2 separate regions of the Sus scrofa genome follow, and region 2 is linked to region 1. Evidence: chromatin contacts called from public HiChIP or PLAC-seq data. All regions are on one chromosome and are shown on one strand. Each heading gives the region's core, a stretch centred on a gene start, on an enhancer-like site or on the middle of the called end of the contact. The rest is flanking DNA. Distances are from core to core; before and after follow the strand shown.

Evidence for each region. HiChIP or PLAC-seq counts read pairs in DNA pulled down with a chosen protein or histone mark.
Region 2: an H3K27ac HiChIP or PLAC-seq map of alveolar macrophages shows a contact between it and region 1. The contact joins two enhancer-like sites. A contact is called at or near these places in 1 of 47 Hi-C or Micro-C datasets (epiblast stem cells) and 1 of 2 datasets of contacts at active chromatin or transcription factors (alveolar macrophages).

The regions. Positions count from the first base shown.
Region 1 is chr14:59,034,951-59,041,735 of Sscrofa11.1, reverse strand. All of the region lies in intron 4 of TSNAX (translin associated factor X), which reads left to right. Among named protein-coding and RNA genes, the nearest start is that of TSNAX, 20 kb to the left of the region's middle. Within about 2 kb of position 5,080, at least 8 of the 83 cell types and tissues checked have an H3K27ac peak or open chromatin away from gene starts, as enhancers often do. A contact at or near this core is called in alveolar macrophages, where this site is marked.
Region 2 is chr14:59,374,018-59,381,836 of Sscrofa11.1, reverse strand. All of the region lies in intron 1 of FAM89A (protein FAM89A), which reads right to left. Among named protein-coding and RNA genes, the nearest start is that of FAM89A, 10 kb to the right of the region's middle. Within about 2 kb of position 4,111, at least 12 of the 83 cell types and tissues checked have an H3K27ac peak or open chromatin away from gene starts, as enhancers often do. A contact at or near this core is called in alveolar macrophages, where this site is marked.

The DNA of each region.
Region 1 (6,785 bases), core at 3,831-6,330:
CCACTAAGTGAGGCTAAGGATCGAACCCATGTCCTCATGGATTCTTGTCGGGTTCGTCACCACTGAGCCTCAACAGGAACTCCAGAGTATGTCTTTCTTTCTTTTTCTTTTTTTTTTTTCTTTTTAGGGCTGCATCTGTGGCATATGGATGTTCCCAAACTAGGGGTTGAATTGGAACTGTAGCTGCCGGCCTACATGACAGCCACAGCAACGCAGGATCTGAGCCAAGTCTGCGACCTGCACCACAGCTCACAGCAACTCCACATCCTTAATCCACTGAGCAAGGCTGGGGATCGAACCTTTGTCCTCATGGATGTTAGGTTTGTTTCCGCTCAGCCATGACGGGAACACCCAGAATATGTCTTAATGGACTTAATTTAAGTCCAAAGTACTATAAAGTACAGTTAGATAGTTCTGAACCTTTGAATACAGAATATTAATGTTGTTAAAGCACCTAGAGCTAAAATAAAATACAGCTTATGAGGAGGAACAAGGAGAGATTTATTATATGCTTAGCAGTTAACTAAACATATGAGTCTCTTCTACACATGAAATGCTGTCTTTGGGAATGGGGGAAGGAGCAGGAGTTGTAACAAAGGAGTTGTAACAAAGGGATGATTCTTGCCCTCAGAGTTCTAGGGTGGAAAAGGTGGTTATACAGCTGTTATAATGCAGAGCCAACTGAGACATTTAATTGAAGTATACATTTTATGTAGTGGGTTTCTAGAAATGAGTGCTGCCTTGACTGGAATGTGTCAAACATTTAAACTTGCTTTTTACAGGTAGGAAGAGATTTAAGAGGGCAGCATAGACACCAACCAGCACAGCATCATGAAAGTATATAGTATGAGAGATTAGGGAATAAGATTAAAGCACGGAGAAAAGCTGAACCGGGGATTTAGTGGGGAGAAAAAGTGAGAAAAAGAGAATATGTTTTATATGGAAGTAGAATGTAAAGAAGCAGGTAATGTGGGAAGGGGGTGAGCTTCTAATTTATAGAAATGCTTTTCACTCATTATATGACCTGAGTGAATTTCTTAATTTCTTAGAACCTCAATTTGTTCATCCATAAAGGAAGGATAACGATACAGCCATGTAAGGTTATAATGAGCTTTAAAAAGCTGGGTGTAAACTACCGGATGCATTATTTTAGATATAATTGACACTCTAGACTTGGTAAGGTACCACTAATATTTGATGTATACATTATTTAAAGTCTTTCTGCAGACTTCTCAGTATATACCCAAAGGAATTGAAAGCAGGGATTCGAGCAGATATTTGTATACATGTTCATAGCAGTATTATTCACAATACACTAAAGGTGGAAAAAATCCAGGTGTCCACTGATGAACGAGTAGGTAAACAAAATGTGGTCCATCATACAGTGCAGTATTATTCACCTATTAAGGGCATTCTGACACAGGCTACAACACGAGTACATCTTGAGGACGTGATGCTAAGTGAAATAAACCAGTCATAAAGGGGCAAATACTGTATGGTTCCATTTATATGAGGTAGCCAGAGGAGTTAAATTCATAGAGACAAAATAGAATGCTCTTTGGTAGAGGCTAAGGGAGAGAGAAGGAGAAGTTATTTAATGGGTATAGAGAATGAGTTTTGTAAGATGAAAAGCTTTCTGGAGAGAGATGGTGGTTTTGATTACACAACAATGTCAATGACCTTAATGTGACATACCTGTACCCTTAAAAGTGGTTATAATGGTCAATTTTATGTTGTTTACCCTATTTGGTGAATTTGATATTTTTTCTTATGCATTTGTCCATAAGACTGCAACCATTTTATTTTATTTATTTATTTTGTCTTTTTGCCTTTTCTGGGGCCACACCCGAGGTACATGGAGTTCTCAGGCTAGGAGTCTAATTAGAGCTGTAGCTGCCAGCCTATGCCAGAGCCACAGCAACTCGGGATCCGAGCTGCGTCTGCAACCTACATCATGGCTCACGGCAACGCCGGATCCTTAACCCACTTAGCAAGGCCAGGGATCGAACCCGCAACCTCATGGTTCCTAGTTGGATTCATTAACCACTGAGCCATGACAGGAACTCCAGGAAAGATTTTTTTTTTGACATTTTCAATAGGAAGGATAGTTCATACCAGTCTAAATTTGACAAGTATCACAGAGATCAGGATGTCTGGTACTGTGATTTTATAATTGAGACATAGTCCTGAATGTTGGTTGCATTTAATTGATTTTATTAACTACAAATTGTCTTTTAAAATATTTTCATTAAAATAATTTTCCATGCTCTGAATTGGTTCGGGTGGATAAAACAACTCTATAGCTAATGAATTCATCCAGATGTTTTTTTCATTCACAAAGAAATGACATTTTACCAGTATGTCCTCTTATTGTTAGTATCTTTGTTAAGTAAAGTTCATTCAGAATCAGGAATAGGAGTTCCCATCGTGGCGCAGTGGAAATGAATCTGACTAGGAACCATGAAGTTGCGGGTTCGATCCCTGGCCTCAGTGGGTTAAGGAGCCGGCGTTGCTGTGAGCTGTGGTGTAGGTCGCAGACATGGCTCGGATCTGGAGTTGCTATGACTCTGGCTTAGGCTGGCGGCTACAGCTCCAATTAGACCCCTGGCCTGGGAACCTCCATGTGCCGAGGGTTTAGCCCTAATAAGAAAAAAAAGAGAGAATCAGGAATAGTTTAGTTTTGCTGCTTTTTTCTTTTTTAAAAGATTTCTTGTGCGGTAGATTAAGGATATGGTGTTGTCTCTGCAGCTGCTCAGGTTGCTTTGGAGGTGTGGGTTCAATCTCTAGCCCAGAAACTTCCATGTGCCACAAAAAAAAAAAAAAAAAAAAAGGGAGTTCCCATTGTGGCGCAGCAGAAACGAATCCAACTAGAATGAGGATGTGGGTTCCATCCCTGGCCTTGCTCAGTGGGTTGGAGATCCAGTGTTGCCATGAGCTGTGGTGTGGGTCGTAGATGCAACTTGGATTTGTCATTGCTGTGGCTATGGTATAGGCTGGTGGCTGTAGCTCCAATTCGACCCCTAGCCTGAGAACTTCCATATGCCACGGGTTCAGCCCTAAAAAAAGCAAAAATAAATACAACTGATTAGTGCCACAAAGGAAAGTCACATGGTCCTAGGTAAACATACAGTAAGGGCTTGACTTAGAATGGGGTGGCGTGAGACAGTTCTTTCAGAAGGTGCTGTTTGCTGGAACTCTGCAGGATTGGTAGTAATTAATCAGGTGAAAGAGCGAGGAGAGCGTGGTACGAATGAAGGCTGGAGGGAGCAGCACACAAAACCCCTAGAAGTCAGAGGGCACAGTGTGGGTGAGGAACTGAAACAGGTAGGGCACGGGAAGGGAAGGAGAGGTGATAGAAGTTTTACATTTTATGCCCACTTATGTGAATTCAGCTGAAACATCCTGCCTCACCAGACATGGCAGGATCCTCCGGTGGAACAGAAGCAATAAGAGTTACAGAGAGAGGCAGGGAGGGGATAGGGAGGTAGTAATTTATTTGGAGGAGTTGGCCTCCATGATTTGGGGGCTAGGAAGTATGAAATTTGTAAAGCAGTCTGGCAGGCTGGAATTTCAGTTAGAGTTGATGTTGCAATCTTGAGTCTGAAATCTGTAGGTTAAAACTTAGGGTTTCTTTGTTGTAGTTTTGGAGTAGAATTGCTTCTTTGGGGAATCCTCATTCTCTCTTCTTAAGTCTTAAAGCCAGTTGGATGACCTCCCCCACCCCCGCCCTACCACACCCCACCCCATTATAGAGGGTAATCTGCTTTACTCAGAGTCTGTCATTTAAGTAATATTAATCACATCTAAAAAATGCCTTCACAGTCACATTTAGACAGGTGTTTGACCAAGCAGCTGGGTACCGTAGCTAGCCAAGTGGCCCATCATAGAGTATTGCCATAGAAAATAGAGAATAGACTGGGTCAATATAAGTAATAACCTTTCTTCTGTCTGATTTCTTCTACCTTGAAGTACACACTGGAGTCTGTACCTTGACTATCAAATCAGCTTGAGATTATAGGTATATAGATATGATTATCCTTCATCTTCAGGCTTACCTGGCTAATCCCATTAAACTGAGATAACATTGAAGCCCCAGGAAGGTTTGTGTGCACCACCTTCAGCTGATGGAATCTTGCTTCCTACACTCTCTCCTACCCATCAGTTACCACATGTACCACAAGAGGGAAGGCCTTGCTACTTGTGTTGGATTCCAGCATTTAAAGCACTATTTTTGCTCAGTATGGCCCTGAAGTGTAAGCCAACTATAAGAATTTGAGGGCAGGACTATGCCTAGAAATATTGAAAAAGTAGTGGTTTATATTAACCCTGGGGAAATTTCGTTTAGAGTACATGCAAGCCTTGCATTTTTTTTATTTAAAAGATTTTAAGAGCAATTCTGACACACAAATAGGGGTTTATGTACTCATCTTTGAAATGTGTATCTTTGTGAATTATAACTTGACAATAGCATGAGTTGAGGCTGATGATGTAAGTGGGGTGGAATTAAGCAGCTTCTCCCCCCGCCTCCCCTTTTCTAGGGCCACACCTGTGGCATGTGGAAGTTCCCAGGCTAGGGGTTGAATCAGAGCTGCAGCTGCAGGCCTACACTGCAGCCCCGGCAACACGGGATCCGAGCTTCGTCTGCAACCTATACTGCAGCTTGAGGCAGTGCCAGATCCTTAACCCACTGAGTGAGACCAGATAATGAACTTATATCCTCATGGATACTAGTTGGGTTCCTAATCCACTGAGCCACAATAGGAACTCCTAAGCAGCTTCTTATAAACCATGTTAATGATTTTGCTCTGTATTCTAACAGAGCAGTGGTGTGAAAACAGTCTGTGGTGTGAGAATGGATAATAAGAGAAAAAAAATGGATGAGGGAAGGCCTGGAAGCTCTTAGAATTGGCAAAACAAACAGGACCAGGTTTGGAAGGAAGACTGATTTCATCGTTGGACCTGCTGATTTTGAGGTCCCTCTGACGGGATTGTCTTATATCCACTTGGATATATGTGACTCTGACCCAGAGCTGTAGAACAGGAAGACGTGACCAGGGAGGTAGAAGAAAGGGGGAACTGGAAGATGATGCTGTCAGAGGAGCCAAAGGGAAGCTTGTTTAAAGGAGAAGAGTGGTGAAAATGCTGAATGCTGCTAAGATTAAGACTGAAAAAATATCCATTAGGCTTACTCAGTATGATAATTTTCGTGAGAGCTGTGTTAGTATAGAGATGTGCTCAGGCTACAGTGAAGTGTGAGATGTGGTTGTTGAGCTACTTCAGGAATTCACTCTGGAGGGGAGGAGAGAGACAGAACCAAAGTTGGGAGGAAGGATAGGGCGATGCATGGAAGAGATATGAATGAGTTAAAGTGTTGACAGTATCGGGGGAAGCCTCATCTGAGGCAGGGAGAATCCATTAAGGTTGGGTGGCATCTGGATCCCGAGGCTGGCTGTGCTGGCCAGCCAAAAGATGGACCGCCTCGTATATGGTCATAGGGGTAAAGGCAATATGGTACCATTGTTTATTTTCCCACATCCCTGTTGTATTCATCAAAGTCCAAACAGCAGACAGAAACTGAATGGTAGTGTGAAGAGGGAGAGTTTAATATGAAGAGTTAATTGTGTAGGGGATTACTTTATAAGAGGCACCACATGCCCTGAAGAGTACAGGAACATCAGAGGGGGTACCCACTGGCCCAGGGCTGATGCAGAGCATCTAAGGAAGGAGCTTTTGGAAGAGTCCTCCCCTCACCCTCTGAAATTATGGCCCTTCAGATGGCAAAGAAGTTTGCTGAGGTGTTGTGCTCATGGATTCTCTGGGGAGGGGCCGTATCGTGGGACTTGCCCATGGTGGGGCTCACCAGAAGCCTTCTTCCAGATCTCTAAGGGAAGATAGATGTCCCCAAAGAAAGGCGACATGCTACTGGCCACTTCGAGCTTCTGGCTGTCCCAGCTTAGAAGGCCGCCAAGAGGGGCACTTGAAAACTGACAACAAGGAAGGGAGCTTTCTGCTTCTTTGCTGCCCTTCGAGCGCCCTCTGCCAACAAAGCTTAACATTGTGCCAGCCGCAAAGGAGAAACGCTTAAGGGTTCACCTCCATTGTCTGTGATAATGGCGCTGAGAAACAGTATGGTGACAAGTGTCGCATCTATTATTGATCTTTTCAGTTTTTTTGACTTTTCTATTGTAGTGATGAATATCCTTGTACATAAATCTGAGTGTATCTTGTTTAACTCTGATTCATAAGAGCTAATGGCACGAGCATATTTGGTTGCTGTTTGCCTTTGTATGCATAAAGTATTTCTGGGAGGAAATGAGAACTGTGGATTGTCTTTAGGAAAGGGAACTGGGTTTTATGAACCTATTCCTAAAACTAAAAATGTACAGAAATATTTTTTATTGTAAATATTAAAAAGTTACGTGTTTTGTTAAACTTATTATTTCATTTCTCAGCATCTTCCAGTTACATTTCTCAGCATTTTCCAGTTACAGTTCATTATTAAAGTGTCCTTATCATGTCTTATTCTGTCAGCTGAAGGCACCTGTTTTCTGACCTTACTTTAGCATGACTTGCTGCTTAATATGTCAGGCTATTTTCATATAGTTGTTTCCTCTTATTGTTATAAAAACTAGGTCATCCTTTTCCTTGTGTGTCTTTGACCCTCATATGGCATTTGATGTACTGACAACTGCAGTGGTTGACCTCCTCAACACGGCTGCTACCAGGCCTGACTTGTAGTGTCAGCTACTGGGAGTTGTGTGAATGCAGGCCTCTGTGGTGAGAGG
Region 2 (7,819 bases), core at 2,862-5,361, 340 kb before region 1:
AGACACACACGCAGTCCTTCTCCGAACGCAGGGACCCACCCCCTCTCCGGATCCCTCCGCAAGCAGCGAAGGACCCTGCACAGGAAACACTCAGATCCTGGTCGGCAATGGGTCAGCGCCTTGCCGCAGAAACGTACGATGCGCTTCAGAGGTCCCCTGCTGCGGAAGTGGCCTGGCCCTGGGAGGGGGTGCTGGGACCTGCAGGCCCCAGGCTCCACCCCACAGGCAGCCCGTGGGCCCAGAGCACTCAGAGGTGCCCCTGAGAAAAGCTGCCGACCACGTGGTTCCCGACAGGTCATCACCTCTTGCCTGGCAGGAGTGCTCATTACAGAGTCGGCCGCCTGCCCAGGAGGCAGGCTCTCAACAAGGGAGGTTTGAGGGTCTGGGGGCCTGGGAAGGGGAGAGAAGGACGAGCCAAGAGAATGAAACTGCAGGGATTTTAGGACTTGACTGGATCACCTATAAACAAAAACGTCTCATCCTTCCAGAGAAAAAACTGGGGGGACACACCATGACCCTCACCACTGTCCCCATTCTACAAGCAGGAGAAGCCTGCACTTTAGGGATATGTCCCCACATGTCCCTAGAAGACAGATCTCCTGATTCACAGCTGCATTCAGAAAAGACAGCTCTTTTTTTGAAAGCACAGTTGAAAAATACAGAAAGGCTCATTTAAGAAAAATATAGGAGTTTCTGTTGTGGCTTGGCGGGTTAAGAACTTGACCACTATCCATGAGGATGTGGGTTCGATCCCTGGCCTTGCTCAGTGGGTTAAGGATCCATGAACTGTGGTGTGGGTCACAGATGCGCTCAGATCCTGTGTTGTTGTGTATGTGGCACAGGCCGGCAGCTACAGCTCTGATTGCACCCCTAGCCTGGGAACCTCCATACGCCACAGGTGCCGCCCTTAACAAAAATAAAGTGCAGAATTCTAAGGCCCTGTGATTTGTCACCCCTTATTCTAGACCTCCAAGACGACTGAGAACAATTCACTTGTTTCCACCACTTTAAACTGCTAGCATGATTCCTTCCTCTCTCTGCTCAGGCTTCCTGCTTCCTTCCTGAACTTTCCCCACAAACAGAGCTCCCTGCTCCACCTGCTCCACACACAGGTGGCTCACCAAGCCCCTGCATCTCCAACAATGGAGCCCGGCAAACCTAAACCACCCTCCAAAGTGTTTCAAAAAAAATTCACAATAGGTTAGCCTCAGGAATACACCCCAGACAGGGCGGTGGTTCCCAGCTGGGCTTCAGGTGGTTCCCAGCTGGGCTTCAGGTCACCGAGTTTCTGACTACCTCAGAGGGGTGCTGCTGGGGAGGAAATTCTTCTGACTTCTAGATTACAATAGAAACATTACCATCAGGATACAAGGCTCAGAAGACAAAAGAACACTTTACTGGGAAATTTTGCTGTAATTTACTGAATACAAAGCATCAAGAAAAATTGCTGGATTTAGCAGTAAAAAAAAAAAAAAAAAAATCACATTTAAGAAAAATAGCCTGTTTCATTTAAGAAACGAAAAACAAAAGTTGGAGCAATTCATGTGAGATTAAGAGACACAGAAGCAACTTCTTGCCAAAATACAGCAATGAGTAGAAAACAAAACAAACATACAGACAAATGGTCTTATTTGTACCCAGCTCCATACAGGAGCCTGGGCAGGGTCTGTGGGTGGAGCTGGGAGGGAGCAGGTCTAGGGCTGGCAAGGGTCGTCTTAGTCCCAGTAGTCATACTGCAGGTCACTCTGAATGAACCCCTCCCTCCCTCACCAGTATACTATCTCCCATCACTGCAACTCCTCCCACCTAAGATGAAAAACACCCACCTCTGAGTTTGCTGGTGGTGCAGCAGGTTAAGGATCTGATTAGGTCACTCCTGTGGCTCAGGTTCAATTTCTGGCCCAGGGAACTTCCTCATATACTGGGCATGGTCGAAAAAGAAAAAAAGAAAGAAGAAAGGAAGGAAAGGAGGGAGGGGGGAAGGAAGGGAGGGAGGGGGAAAGAAAGAAAAATACCCCATCTCACATGAGGTGGGGGGGAATATATGGATCCGATGTTAAGCTATTGAATCAGGAAATATACATATTACAGTCAACCCCAAATATAGGAACGAGATGCAGGAAAAAAAAAATCTGTCATATGGGAGTTCCCGTCATGGCGCAGTGGTTAACGAATCCGACTAGGAACCATGAGGTTGCGGGTTCAGTCCTGCCTTGCTCAGTGGTTAACGATCGGCGTTGCGTGAGCTGTGGTGTAGGTGCAGACACGGCTCGGATCCGCGTTGCTGTGGCTCTGGGTAGGCTGGTGGCTACAGCTCGATTCAACCCTAGCTGGAACTCATATGCCGGGAACGGCCCAAGAAATAGCAACAACAGCAACAAAAGAAAAAAAAAAAATCTGTCATATGAAAGTTTAGATCAAAACATAATGGATGACAGAAACTTGACTTAAAAAATTGTTATAGGAGTCCCTTGGTGGCCTAGTGGTTAAAGGATCCAGCTGTCACTCGGGTTACTGCTTTGGCATGGGTTCAGTCCCTTGCCTGGAACCTTCCACATGCCAAAGGTGAGGTGCAAAAAAAAAAAAAAAAAAAAAAAAAATTTATATTATAGGTCATACAATAAAAACCAGCCAGTCATTTAAAAGAAGGAAGAGGTCTCTAAGTACTAGAGTAGGACACTGAGCAATGCACAATGTTAGGCATAAAAGTTCAAGGTACAGAATAGTGTGTTTAGGGCGATTTCACTCTGCACATATGTGCACATTGACGTGCAAGGTTTTTTTTTTTTTTTTTTTTTTTTAATGGCCACACCCACGGCATACGGAAGTTCCTAGGGATTGAATCTGAGCCACAGCTACAGCAACGCTGGATCCTTAAACCTGCTGCACCAGGCGGGGATGGAACCCATACCTCTGCAGAGACCCAAACCTCTGCAGCCACATGTGCCACAGTAGGAACTCTGCAAGCTCTTGACTGAAAAAGGAAACGTCTGCTAGCAGAATTTACTTCTGCAAAGTTGAAAGGGATATTTACATCCTGTCATACTACTTAATTTTTTTTCCCCAGCAATCATGTTACTCTTAAAACTCTGCCTGACTTTTAACTAGCTAACCAGTTCATTTCCAGAGACTGACTGTGAAGAAGACAATCTCAGCTGTACACAGACAGGTCATCCTCATCCTTTTCTGAGGCTGTAGGTGTTGTTTCTGTTATGATGAGAAAACTGAGGCACTGAGGAGGAAGGCCTTTGACTCAGAGCAGAGAGGAAGTCGAAATCGGTCAGAGGGCTCCAGCGCCTTGACCATCAGCCTGCACATCAGCCAGTGCAGACAACACTGGAAGATGCCACGATGCCAGCTGCAGTGTAGCAAGCTGTTGAGATCATAGGTGACTTTTATTTGGGGCTTTCCTGAATTTTCCAGATTTTCTATTATGACTACATATTAACTCATGAGGCGAGAGCTTTTCAAGTTATCTTTTTATTTTTTAGGTTTGTTTCTAGTTGGTTGGTTGGTTTTGGCCATGCCCATGGCATATGCAGGTTCTCAGGCCAGGGATCGGACCTGTGCCATAGCAGTGACCCGAGCCACTGCAGTGACAGTGCTGGGTCCTTTATCTGCTGAGCCACCTTTTTAAAATGTAATGAATGAATAAGCATATAGGACGAATGGCTTGTGAATGTACCATAGACAAGTCTTGGTAAATGCCTTCAATTGAATCAGGGTGTCTAGCATGCATCCGCAGGAACAGAATGTAATAAAGCAAGCTGTGACCTAAGGGATTCTAACCTGATTTCTGAATAAAGGATGTGCTGACAGGAGGATGCAGACCTGCATACCATTTCAAAAAAGAGAATCAGAGAGAAAGGCTTCATCAGTGTGGATCTAGCGGAGAAAGGGTGGTTAACTCAGCTGCTGGAGCTGGACACGTGCCCCTGCAGGACCCTGGGCTCCCAGTGAGCTGGGTGGGACCCAGGCTCACGAACCCAGCTTCCCACCCATCACACGGCTCCTCCACTGGTTGGAATCGCAGTGGTGCTACTCATCTCCTGGTCAGCCTCATCTGCTGCTAACGTGTAGCCCCACCAAGCTGACAGTGATTCAGACAGGAAACAGACCAGGGTGCATGACTGCGCCCAGGATTAAGCCAGACTCTCAGCCCCGCCCACTCCTACATGCTCCCACAAATCCCCCAGCTAGGAAAGGCTGTTAGTTGACTGTTCTGCTTTCAACTGACAGTATCCATAGTGATGGATGGACCCTATTCTGCAACTCAGCAGTTCCCATGAGGACAATCTTGTTTATCTAAACTAATGGTGCTACCAAGTAAGCCCATTTCCTCCCATTCTGTCCTAGGCAGAGATGAAGAAAAGTGATTGACCCTTCTAAGAAATGCCTTTACACATTCCTTTACTTTTTTCCCTGACTACCAAAATGAAACAGTCTAACTGTATTAAGAATTCAATGGTGGAATTCCCATCATGGCTCAGCGGAAATGAACCCCACTAGGAGCCGTGAGGTTGTGGGTTCAATCCCTGGCCTGGCTCAGTGGGTTAAAGATCAGGCGTTGCCATGAGCCATGGTGTAGGTTGCAGACGCGGCTCAGATTCTGCATTGCTGTGGCTATGCCTGTGGCTGGCAGCTGTAGCTCTGATTGGACCCCTAGCCTGGGAACCTCCATGTGCCAAAAGTGGGGCCCTAAAAAGAAAACAAAATAATAAAAAGTAAAAAATAAATTCAATGTCTCACAATTATACAAAACAGCCTTCCCTAATTTCATGTTCTAAAGCAGCAATCTAAAACAAACAAACAAACAAAAAACCCCAAAGGAGTTCCCATCATGTCTCAGTGGTTAACGATTCCAACGAGGAACCATGAGGTTGCAGGTTTGATCCCAGGCCTTGCTCAGTGGGTTAAGGATCCAGCATTGCTGTGAGCTGTGGTGTAGGCTGCAGATGCAGCTTGGATCCCAAGTTGCTGTGGCTCTAGCATAGGCCAGTAGCTCTGATTAGACCCCTAGCCTGGGAACCTCCATATGCCACGGGAGCGGCCCTAGAAAAGACAAAAAGACAAAAATAAATAAAGCAAGCAGCAATCTTCAAATGTCTTGGTTGCAGGACCCTTTTATACTCCTAAAATTACAGAGGGTCCCAGAGAGCTCTTGTTTATGTGGTTATACCTATCAATAGTCAGTCACCTTGTTAGAAATTAAACTGAGACACTCTAATATATGAATCTATTCACAAATACTACCTGTTAGCATAAATAACATGTTAACATAAATAACATTTTTATCAAGGACATTTTGTAAATCTTTTCTGTGTCTGGCTTATCTGCTCCTACACTTGACCCTTTGTAATCTGCTTTTTTGGTTGAAGTCAACCTGGCCTTACACAGATAACGCAATTGGGAAAAAGAGGAGTATTTTACCAGTAATTGTGGTGATTCTTCTCTGACACTAACCTTAAGCTGGCTGCAGTGTGGAATTTGAAAACCATGCCAAGGAGCTTTCACACTGGTTATATCAAAACCCATCAGGCTTGCACTCTGAATGGCTCTGAAACCCACCAGATTTCCTTAGGTACTATTTGAAAAATCACATTTGTCCATATGACCGCCACATAATTATGGACCCTCAAAGGATCTGGGGACCCCTAGATGTCCTCAGACCATACTTTAAGAACCACTCTTCTAAAGATATCCACTTCTAGCTGTTTTAGCATGTGCCCCTCAAGACACTATGTGTATCCAATTTGTTTTTCAGCTACCTTACCACATACACAAATGTATATACATACTGGGTTGTTTTCTTTTTGTTTTGGTTTGGTTTTTTTGGTTTTTTGTCTTTTTAGGAGGTTAGCATATGGAGGTTCCCAGGCTAGGGGTCCAATCAGAACTGTAGCTGCTGGCCTACGCCACAGCCACAGCAATGTAGGATCTGAGCCGCGTCTGGGACCCACACCACAGCTCATGGCAATGCCGGATCCTTAACCTCCTTAACCCACTGAGTAAGGCCAGGGATTGAACCTATGTCCTCATGGATACCAGTGGGTTCATTTTCGCCGAGCCACAACGGGAACTCCTACAGTCACTCTTAACAGACAAATGCCTGTAACGAAAAGGTGGAGGAAAAGCAGAAGCGCTGTGCTGTTCGAGACACTTGAGTGAGGAATTTCTGATTGCTACAGGAAGGCACAGGAATAGAAAAAAGTTTACAGTGGTGTGAAAAAATATCTTTCAATCTTTTACATCCTCAAATCGTACAACTATTACGTATAATCTCTGAGACAACCTCTGAAATGAATGAAACCAGACCAGTGATGCCACAGACACAGGTGTGCTTTCACGTGCACACACTATTGTACAGCCTTTGTTTTTGCTTTTATTGGATGGATTCTGGGATGGAGACAAGTATCGTACAGGGTAATTAGGACCTAAAAGCTTTAAGAACTAGTGTAGACAGCCATATTTTTGATCAACGGAGTCTAAGAATAGCAACCTACGCCTGTCTTCCTTTTCTGCTGCCGCTGTTTTGCATTAAGTGGATTTACAGCCAGCAGATATAGCTGTGCAAGGCTCCCTTGGGGTCACATAGGCTCTGCACCTGTACCCACATTTATGACAGAGCAAACTTCTTCTAAGGGCATAGTCAAGACCCATAAAAACATGAGGGAAAAAGAATTATACTGCTATAGCCAAAAAGATCCTTTACAGCATTTGATTCTCATTTTCCCAACAGGGGACCTATAGTCTAACATAGTTAAGTGGCTTCCTAAATTATATTACATAATTTAATAATACAATTCATGCTCTTGATGCCTGGTTCATGAGCTTCCCAAAGAAGTTGTTAAAAATGCAGACCTGTCCCATCATGGCACAGCAGAAACAATTCCAACTAGGAACCATGAAGTTTCGGATTTGATCCCTGGCCTCGCTCAGTGGGTTAAGAATCCAGCATTGCCGTGATCTGTGGTGTAAGTCGCAGATGAGCCTACGTTGCTGTGGCTCTGGCGCAGGCCAGTGGCTGCAGCTCTGATTGGACCCCTGGCCTGGGAGCCTCCATATGCTGCAGGTGCGGCCCTAGAAAAGACAAAAACAAACCAACAAAACCCCCCAAAACAAAAACAAAAACAGAGTCTGGAGTTCCCGTCGTGGCACAGCGAAAACGATTCTGACCAAGAACCATGAGGTTGCAGGTTCGATTCCTGGCCTCACTCAGTGGGTTAAGGATCTGGCATTGCCATGAGCTATGGTGTAGGTTGCAGACATGGCTTGGATCCCACATTGCTGTGGCTGTGGTGTAGGCTGGAAAGCTGTAGCTCCAATTCGACCCTTAGCCTGGGAACCTCCATACGCTGTGGGTGCAGCTCTAAAAAAAACACCAAAAAACAAAAACCAAACAGAGTCTACCTTCTCCCAGATTCTGTAGGTGCAAGAAAGGGCCTAGGAATGTGCATTTTGGCCACACCTGCCATATGCGTAAATTCCCGGAAGTTCCCCGGCGGGGGATGGAACCAGAGCCAAAGCAGTGATAACCCCAGATCCTTAACCCACTGAGCCACCAGGGAACTCCCTAGGAATATGCATTTGAGCAAGTGGCACAGGAGATTCTGGGGAACACCACAATAAACCATGCTGGTGAGAAGACAGTGAAAACAAAATGACAGCATTAAAGGCCACTGACCATCCCATCTTCTCTGATGAAGGTCAACCAGAACGCTACACTGGGAGCCAATGCTCTTATTCCAGATGGCATTTCATAGGTCTGACTCAAGATTGGAGCTCCAACCACAAACCCATCTCCTCCCTAAGACACTGG